Linked DNA regions of Urocitellus parryii: region 2 is linked to region 1. Evidence: chromatin contacts called from public Hi-C data. All regions are on one chromosome and are shown on one strand. Each heading gives the region's core, a stretch centred on a gene start, on an enhancer-like site or on the middle of the called end of the contact. The rest is flanking DNA. Distances are from core to core; before and after follow the strand shown. Region 1 holds the start of Kctd6 (potassium channel tetramerization domain containing 6). Region 2 holds the start of Rpp14 (ribonuclease P/MRP subunit p14).

Region 1 (3,682 bases), core at 137-2,636:
AATGTGGCTCAGCGGTAGCGCGCTCGTCTGGCATGCGTGCGGCCCGGGTTCGATCCCCAGCACCACATACCAACAAAGATGTTGTGTCCGCCGAGAACTAAGAAATATATATTAAAAAAAAAAAAAAAAAAAAAAGAGTTCAACTTTGAGCTGGGCAGGGTGGTGCACTCCTGTAATCTCAGCTGCTCAGAAGGCTGAGACAGGATGATTTCAAGTTCAAAGCCAGCCTTAGTGACTTAGGGAGGCCCTAAGCAACTTAGTGAGATCCTCTCTTTAAATAAATAGGCCTGGGGATGTGACACAGTGCAGTGAGTTTAATCTAGGTTCAATCTCTGGTACCATAAAAAGAAAAAAGTTCAACTTTGAGAAGCACCTCTCACCTGTGCAGACATGAAATCTAGCTGAGGCAAGTGGTTCTCCTGGAGAAGGGAAACGGGCAAAACCAATATCATATAACTGGGAAAAGCATTTGGAAGGAGATCAATTAGCTTTAAGGCTTTAGGTATTCTGCACCTTTAGACATGGCAACCTCCACCAGCTCAACTAGGGCAGAGCTTCTAGCCTCCAAGTCTTTGCACGACGTCATTTAGGCTGTTGCAGTTGGCTTTGTCCTCTCCATCTGGCTGCCCTTGGCTGCTCTACCCACGGGGCCGGATAGGTGGCCCCAGGGGGTTCCTTAAAGTCCTTTTTATAGGGCGTGCTTCCTAATACAGGACAAGGCCAGGAGGGGCTCTGGACACATGCGGGGAGTTCAGATCTTCCTTGCCTACAGCATCTGAAGCAGGGGTTCCCTTCCCTTATTTCCACCGAAGTCTTCTAATTATGCCCCTCTCAACACTAAACACCTATATTTTGTCAACTAGCTGTTTCCTTGAGTCTTGGAGCCCGCCGTGATTTTAGTGGCCGCTGTACTCCCCAGGCTTGGCACGTAGTGGGTAGGGTCCATACAAGTTTGTGAAATGAATGAGGAGAAACACCTGTGGAGACACCAGCGGAGAGCACACAGCGAAGAGAGGGCACAGACTTTGAGGGCGCGGGAGTGGGAGGACCCGGGACTGCACGCGGAGGCGGGGAGCGGGGACGTATCCTGGGCGGGGCTTAGATAGCCGGGGCGGAGCCTTGGGGCGGGACTGGCGCTTTGGGGCGGGGCTTCGGGGCTGCGGTACAGCCCGCCTGACCGCTCAACTCAGGCTGCGCTTGCTGAATTCCCCCGACTGCCGGGCTCTCTGGCTTCCGTGGCCTCCCGCCCGCGCCGCCGTTAGGGGGCGCCCGCGCTCGTGGCGCCGTAGCTCTGCTGGGAAGGCGCCGCCCGCGCTGGGCAGCTGGAGCCGCAACTCCGGGCGCCGGCTCAGTCGTCCCTTCTGCCGCCGCCGCCGCCACCGCCTCCGGGCGCGGGCTCGCTCGTCCCCGCGCTCGCGCCCTCCGGCCGCCGGCATCTCCCGGCTTGCCCGCCGCCGCTGTCGCACAGTGAGTGGGGCGGGCGCAGGGCTTACGGGGCCCGGGCACAGGAGGGCCGGGGATGGGGAGAAGCCGGCGCCCGGTGGCTAGGGGAGCGGAGCTGAGAGGATTGGGCAGGGACGCCTGGAGCCGGGAGGTGGCGGGCCGCGCTGAGGGGACCGCGGGGGAGCTCGGGCCGCGCGTCCCGGGGCTGGCACGAGCCTGCGGCGAGGCTGCCCTCGGCCGGGCCTGGGCGGGGATTCCGGGGCCCGCCCGGCAGGGACGCGCGGCCCCGCGGGCCGAGGTTCGGGGCTCCGGTGCGCGCTCCGGTCGGGCTTCGGGCTTGGCTCCCGGGGCGACGGCGAATCGGGGGCCCAGACGGGACCCCTCTGGGTTTGCTCGGAAACGCTGTGTTTTGGGGGGTGGCGCTTATTAGCTAGCGCTTGCCCTAGTTTAAAGCGTGAGGAAGGAGGGGGCTTCTGAGCCCTGCCTTTGGGATTTTCTGGTCTGAAGAGACACACCGATTGCAGCCGAGTTCGTGGCTCAGATGCTCAGATTTGTGGAGGTCGTGGCATTTCTCGTGCTTGATGTCAGAGGGGATCCTGACCGTGGTCGTGGGGAGCCCCTGCAGCACCTGCTGGGCTGATGGTGTCGTGGAGGCTGTGTCTGGGGGTGGGACCGGGAAATGAAACGTGACTGAGATCCTGTTTAGATATTCTGCTGAAGTTATCGGGTTTCTTCGGTTCGAGTATACCAGTTCTAGAACAAGTTGATAAATCCAGTTTTGAGACTTTGTGAGAGAAGAGATTTGGGTGGCAAATAGATTTGGGATCACCCCAAAGGCTAAGAATGTGTTTGGGGTAGCCCAAATATCTACTCGTTCCCATATCCTCCTGGCATGTTCATTTTCTTCACTGCCACAAATGCCCTAGCACGAGAAGGATCCTGGAATAAGAAGCTGAGCTAGCACAGGCCCGAGCCCCAGATTGAGCTGTTTTCAAGTGAACAAACGTGTAACTAGGAAAAGAATGTTTTTATGAGCAGGGGTTGTTGGTAAGTTGAGAGAACTTGCTCTTTAATTGAACACCATCAGTCAATATGGGGTACTTGTTTTTTTTTTTTTGTAGTGTCAAGTATCAAGGGTCCTGTGGTCAAGATAGTCATAGATGCCATTGCTAAGTTTTGTGATTCAAATAGTCATAAATCATATTTTAACCAAAGCATTTACTACATAAAGGAGTCCCAGGTGAATCCTGTGAATCTATCCTGTGTCTTGGATTTTGATATTTGAGGGCTATTTAAAATGAAATTCACATATTTATTTGCATTTGGCTTTACCTGGGAGATAATCCTGAGTCATGCTTTAGAGAAGTTCCTTCTCAGATCAGACATTCAGATGTCTGTGCTCTGTAAACACTGGACTCTGCCCTTTACCTGTAGCGGACCTGTCTGGAACTCTGGGGAAATGTGGTCTTAAGGACATTGGAAGCACACTGAGGCCATCACCACTTTTTCACCCTTTCTGCAGGCCTATGCTCTAAATTACTTGTGTTCACATTCTCAAATTTCTTTACCATAGAAATTTTGTTTAAGCTACTGCCACAAGTATTTTCACATTGGTATAATACTTGTTTTATATTCATGATCTTGTTTATTTTCTCCATTTCCCCAAAGAAGAAGCTGGGCATATGGGTGGTTTACTCAGGGTCTCATAATAATGAAGCAGTTGGAATTCTGGTCCTTCCCTTCTGGTAGTCAGTTCTCTTTCCTTTGTACTGCCTGCATGTGACTTCAGAACCCTACTCCTGGGCTGTTGCACTATAGGCCAGTTTTTACATTCATTTAGAGTTTAAATGGTCTAATTACTTTTGGGAGAAGTGATATAATTTTATCTCATGGAAACTGAGGATAAGAGGAATTTATGATTTTGTGACTCTTTGACAGTTCTTTAGCAATCAGTCACTTTTTAACCTAGATCTCCTCTCTTCTAGACCACATGGTTGAGAGAGGAGAAAAAAGAATTACTTAAGAAAAGATCCAGGTTAGGTTATTATCCAGGGCTGGGGCAGTGGCTCAGTAGTAGAGTGCTTACCTAGCATTTGTGAGGCACTAGGTTTGATTCTCAGCACCACATATAAATAAATGAATAAAATAAAGGTCAACCAACAATATATATATATATATATATATATATATATATATATATATATGAAAAGATCCATTTCTGCATTGGTTGAGTTAGGGC
Region 2 (3,697 bases), core at 875-3,374, 140 kb before region 1:
ACAGGTCTGCTAGATAAATGTCCTGAGCAGCAAATGGAAATTGCCCCCTCAAGTGATAAGAACTTCAGTGATAAGCCACCTTGCAGAACCAGAACTGAGATAATGATAAACCAGACCCCAGCTTGACCATACTGATTGCACAAGTCTCAGCCCCTCCCCCAATTCTTCCTCTTTTAAAACCTAAAGCTCACATCAGCACCCGAACTGAGACTCCTGAGCTTACTTAGCCTTCCCAATACAGCAATACTGATTAAGTTCCTTGCTTCCTTTTTACTATTATTTTTCCCATTTGGGGCAAATGGCCAGACCAGACTTGTTGAGATCTCCAGAGTCTGAACCTCTGACCTTGGACTTTGGTTACCAATGCAGTACAATGTAGAGAGCACTGGCCAGAATCAGAAAGCCTGTTCCATCACTTATAACTGTGTGATCTTGGGCAAATACCTTAGCCTTTATGCCTCAGTTGTACCTGCATAAAATGGGCCTGATTATATAATAGCTACCACAGATTTGTATAAGTGTTTCCTATAAAAGCATATGTAAAATCTTTTGTACAGTGCCTGGCACAAAGTAGGCACTTGATAAATATTAAATGCCACTATTGTTATTATTAAATATACATTATGTTTCATGAGAACAGGGGCCATATCTTCTTATTCTTCTGAGTTTCCAGCACCTACAATAGTGCCTAGCAAATACAGACAGGGTCTCACTGAGTTGTTTAGCATCTCACTGTTGCTGAGGCTGGCTTTGAATTCCAGCACATAACTAGTTCAAACAAGTACTTAGTAAATAAATGCATAAGTGAAACTGAAGCCAGATTTAAAGTTAGGTAGTCAGTGTAGTTAGATAAATCGGGTCTAATAAAATCTAAAATGAAATCTAAAATGGAGGCCATGCTGAGAATGATTCCAGGAAACTCAGGACAACCCATGGAATGTTAATGAAGTCCAGGAAAGGCCCTAGGCCAAAGTCCATCCCAAAGAAGTGTTAACGAAGTCCTTCCTGCTCAGACTACTTCTTTGGCCCACCTGTGTCCCACCCCTCGGGCCTTCCCACCTACATTCCATCACTGAAAGAACTATAAAAAGGGGAGACAACAGCCCTTCCACGAATTCCACCTCTTGGGTCCCCTTCTTCCTCCGGGAGACTCTGCTGTCCTTTAATAAACTTCTAATTTCTACTCTGACCTTGCCTAGGCGTGCTTCTTTGGTGTTATTCTCCAACATCGGGGAAGCAAGGACTCACTGGTCAACAGCGATAACAAAACGACTTACGTTTGGAAATAGGACAAGCTGGATTTTTCCGTGTCCACCCATATAGAACACCCACAGTGTGCTGGGAGACACAGGGACATTGAGAGTGGGTCCTGTCCTTGGAGAGTGCTTGACACAGGTAGGGCTGGGGATGTAGCTCAGTGGTAGACCAGTTGCCTTGCATGCAGGAGGCCCTGGCTTTTATTATCAACATTGAAACAAAGAACAGATTCTAGATAAATACATTTATTGAAGAATGAATGCATGAAGCCGGGCGCGGTGGCACACACCTGTAATCCTGGCTACTCAGGAGGCTGAGACAGAAGGATCACAAGTTTGAGGACAGCCTCTGCAATTTATTTTTTTATTTTTTTTATTTTTTAAAGAGAGAAGAGAGGGGAGAGAGAAAGAGAGAGAGAGAGAGAGAGAGAGAGAGAGAGAGAGAGAGAGAGAGAGAGAGAGAATTTTAATATTTATTTTTTAGTTCTCAGCGGACACAACATCTTTGTTGGTATGTGGTGCTGAGGATCGAACCCGGCCGCACGCATGCCAGGCTAACGCGCTACCGCTTGAGCCACATCCCCAGCCCCAGCCTCTGCAATTTAGCAAGACCCTTTCTCAAAACAAAACAAAAATAAAAAGGTTGGGGTATGCTCCCCCAAAAAAAGAATGCATGAAAAATCAAATGGCTATTAAAACTTCACCTGCCAAAATAAACAGACATCCTATGCAGACAATTGCGCGCACTTTCCCCGGAGTGGGCACCAGAGGGCGCTGAGCTCCGCGGTCCTCAGCTCCAGCTCAGGATCCACACCGGGGTCCAAAGGAGACTCCGCGCGGTGACGTCATATCCGCTTGCCTACCTCTCATCCGGGGTCTGGGAGCAGCCAAACGTAAACATACCAGGAGTTTCCCGGACCCAGGTTCTGGCTCCTGCTTGGGATCTCCAAGCCTTGGCGAATCCTTGCAGCCAACCGGAGTCAGAGGAGGCGTCAAGCTAGCCCGACGGACAGCAGGTAAGCGGAAGCCCGCACGAGAGTGGTTATTTCCGGGAGCTGTGTTAGTCGGCCGCACTGCTGTCGCCCGCCACGCGCGCCGAGTGCGCATGTGCAAAGCTGGAGCTACCGGAGGATGGTGCGGAGAGCCCGAGGTACCGGTCCGCGGGGGCAGAGATCCCCCATCGCCCTCTATACAACGCGGTGTGCGGTCACTACCGCACAGGGTGACCTCGATCAGTGAGTGGCACTGTGCAGGGCGCGCTGCCTGTGCCACGCGCAGAGGAGGGCCCTGAATCAATGGCGGTTGTTAGTTGGAAACAATCTAAGTGCTCAGCAGTATTGCAGTATTGAGGTTTTACAGTATTCCCGGAGTTATCCTTGGAACGTCTGCACGGTGCAACGCACTGCTTTAGGTCTTTGGAAAACAGCAGCAAACAAGACAGACCCCTGACTCGTGGAGTGAACTTACTAGGGGAGTAAAGATAAAGAATAAGTGAATTATGCAATTATGTTAGAAGGCGGCAAATGCCTTGAGACAAAAGAGCAGGGTCAGGGCAAAGAGGGGGCGATGCAGTATTAGGATGGGCACTAGGCTACAGAGACAGATTGAGCAGAAAACCAGAAAGAAGGCAAAAGAGTGAACCATGTGGCTCCTTGAAGAAAGCTGAAGCTGAGGCCCAGAGGCGGGAGAGACAGGTGGAGGAGAAGGAACTGGGAGGTGGGTCCAGTGGACAGGGGGTCAAGAACAGCACAGATCAGCTAGGATTTTGCAGGCTACTCAAGGACTTTGGTCTTGCTCTTGATAAAATAGGAAGCATTGCAGGGTTTGAACAGGGGAGGGATGTGCTTGAATAGATTTAAATAGGTTCGCCGGGAGTGGGGAGGGGAGTAAGCATGGAACCTACTGCTAATAGATGTTTACCTGCACCCCTGTAATTATTAAAAAAGCCTAGGTAAAGGCCGTTGATGGCAATGACTACAGGAGCGCTTAAACTCAGAACAGCCTGCAGAGGGCAGTGCTGTCCCCTCCTCTGAGGACTCAGGCCTGTGGATAAGTGACTGCTCAGTAAAACGTGTGCTCTGTGTAGTGCAGATGCAGCTCAGTGATAGAGTGCTTGTCTAGCTTGTGCAGAGCTTTGTGTTCAATTCCACACTACCAAAAAAAAAATCTTCTTATCTCTTAGTATAAAACATACAAAATATGAAACATGACATATCATTTTAGCCACTTTTAAGTATACATTTCAGTGTCATTAAATACATTTACATTGTTATGCAGTCTCTGCTAAGTCCCTTTCCTTGGTTGGACAAAGAAAAGTTTTATTTTGGCTTATAGTTCTGATCCAAGGTCAAGCACAAGTTTTGGGGGGACAGATCAGGTTCACACCATAACAATGGCTGTTTCAGGAATTATTCTTCTCAAGAGCCTTGCTGTCTAAAGTG

Evidence for each region. Hi-C and Micro-C count contacts between places; a contact is called where the count stands out from the background.
Region 2: a Hi-C map of liver shows a contact between it and region 1, with 3 times the contacts expected there. The contact joins the promoter of Rpp14 here to the promoter of Kctd6 in region 1. A contact is called at or near these places in 2 of 2 Hi-C or Micro-C datasets (liver and muscle).

Annotation. Positions count from the first base shown.
Region 1 is chr3:169,073,187-169,076,868 of mUroPar1.hap1, reverse strand. Kctd6 (potassium channel tetramerization domain containing 6) reads left to right here and starts at 1,386. Exons shown (of 3, transcript XM_026402056.2): 1 at 1,386-1,467.
Region 2 is chr3:169,213,727-169,217,423 of mUroPar1.hap1, reverse strand. It overlaps Rpp14 (ribonuclease P/MRP subunit p14), which reads left to right and starts at 2,124. Exons shown (of 6, transcript XM_077795634.1): 1 at 2,124-2,272.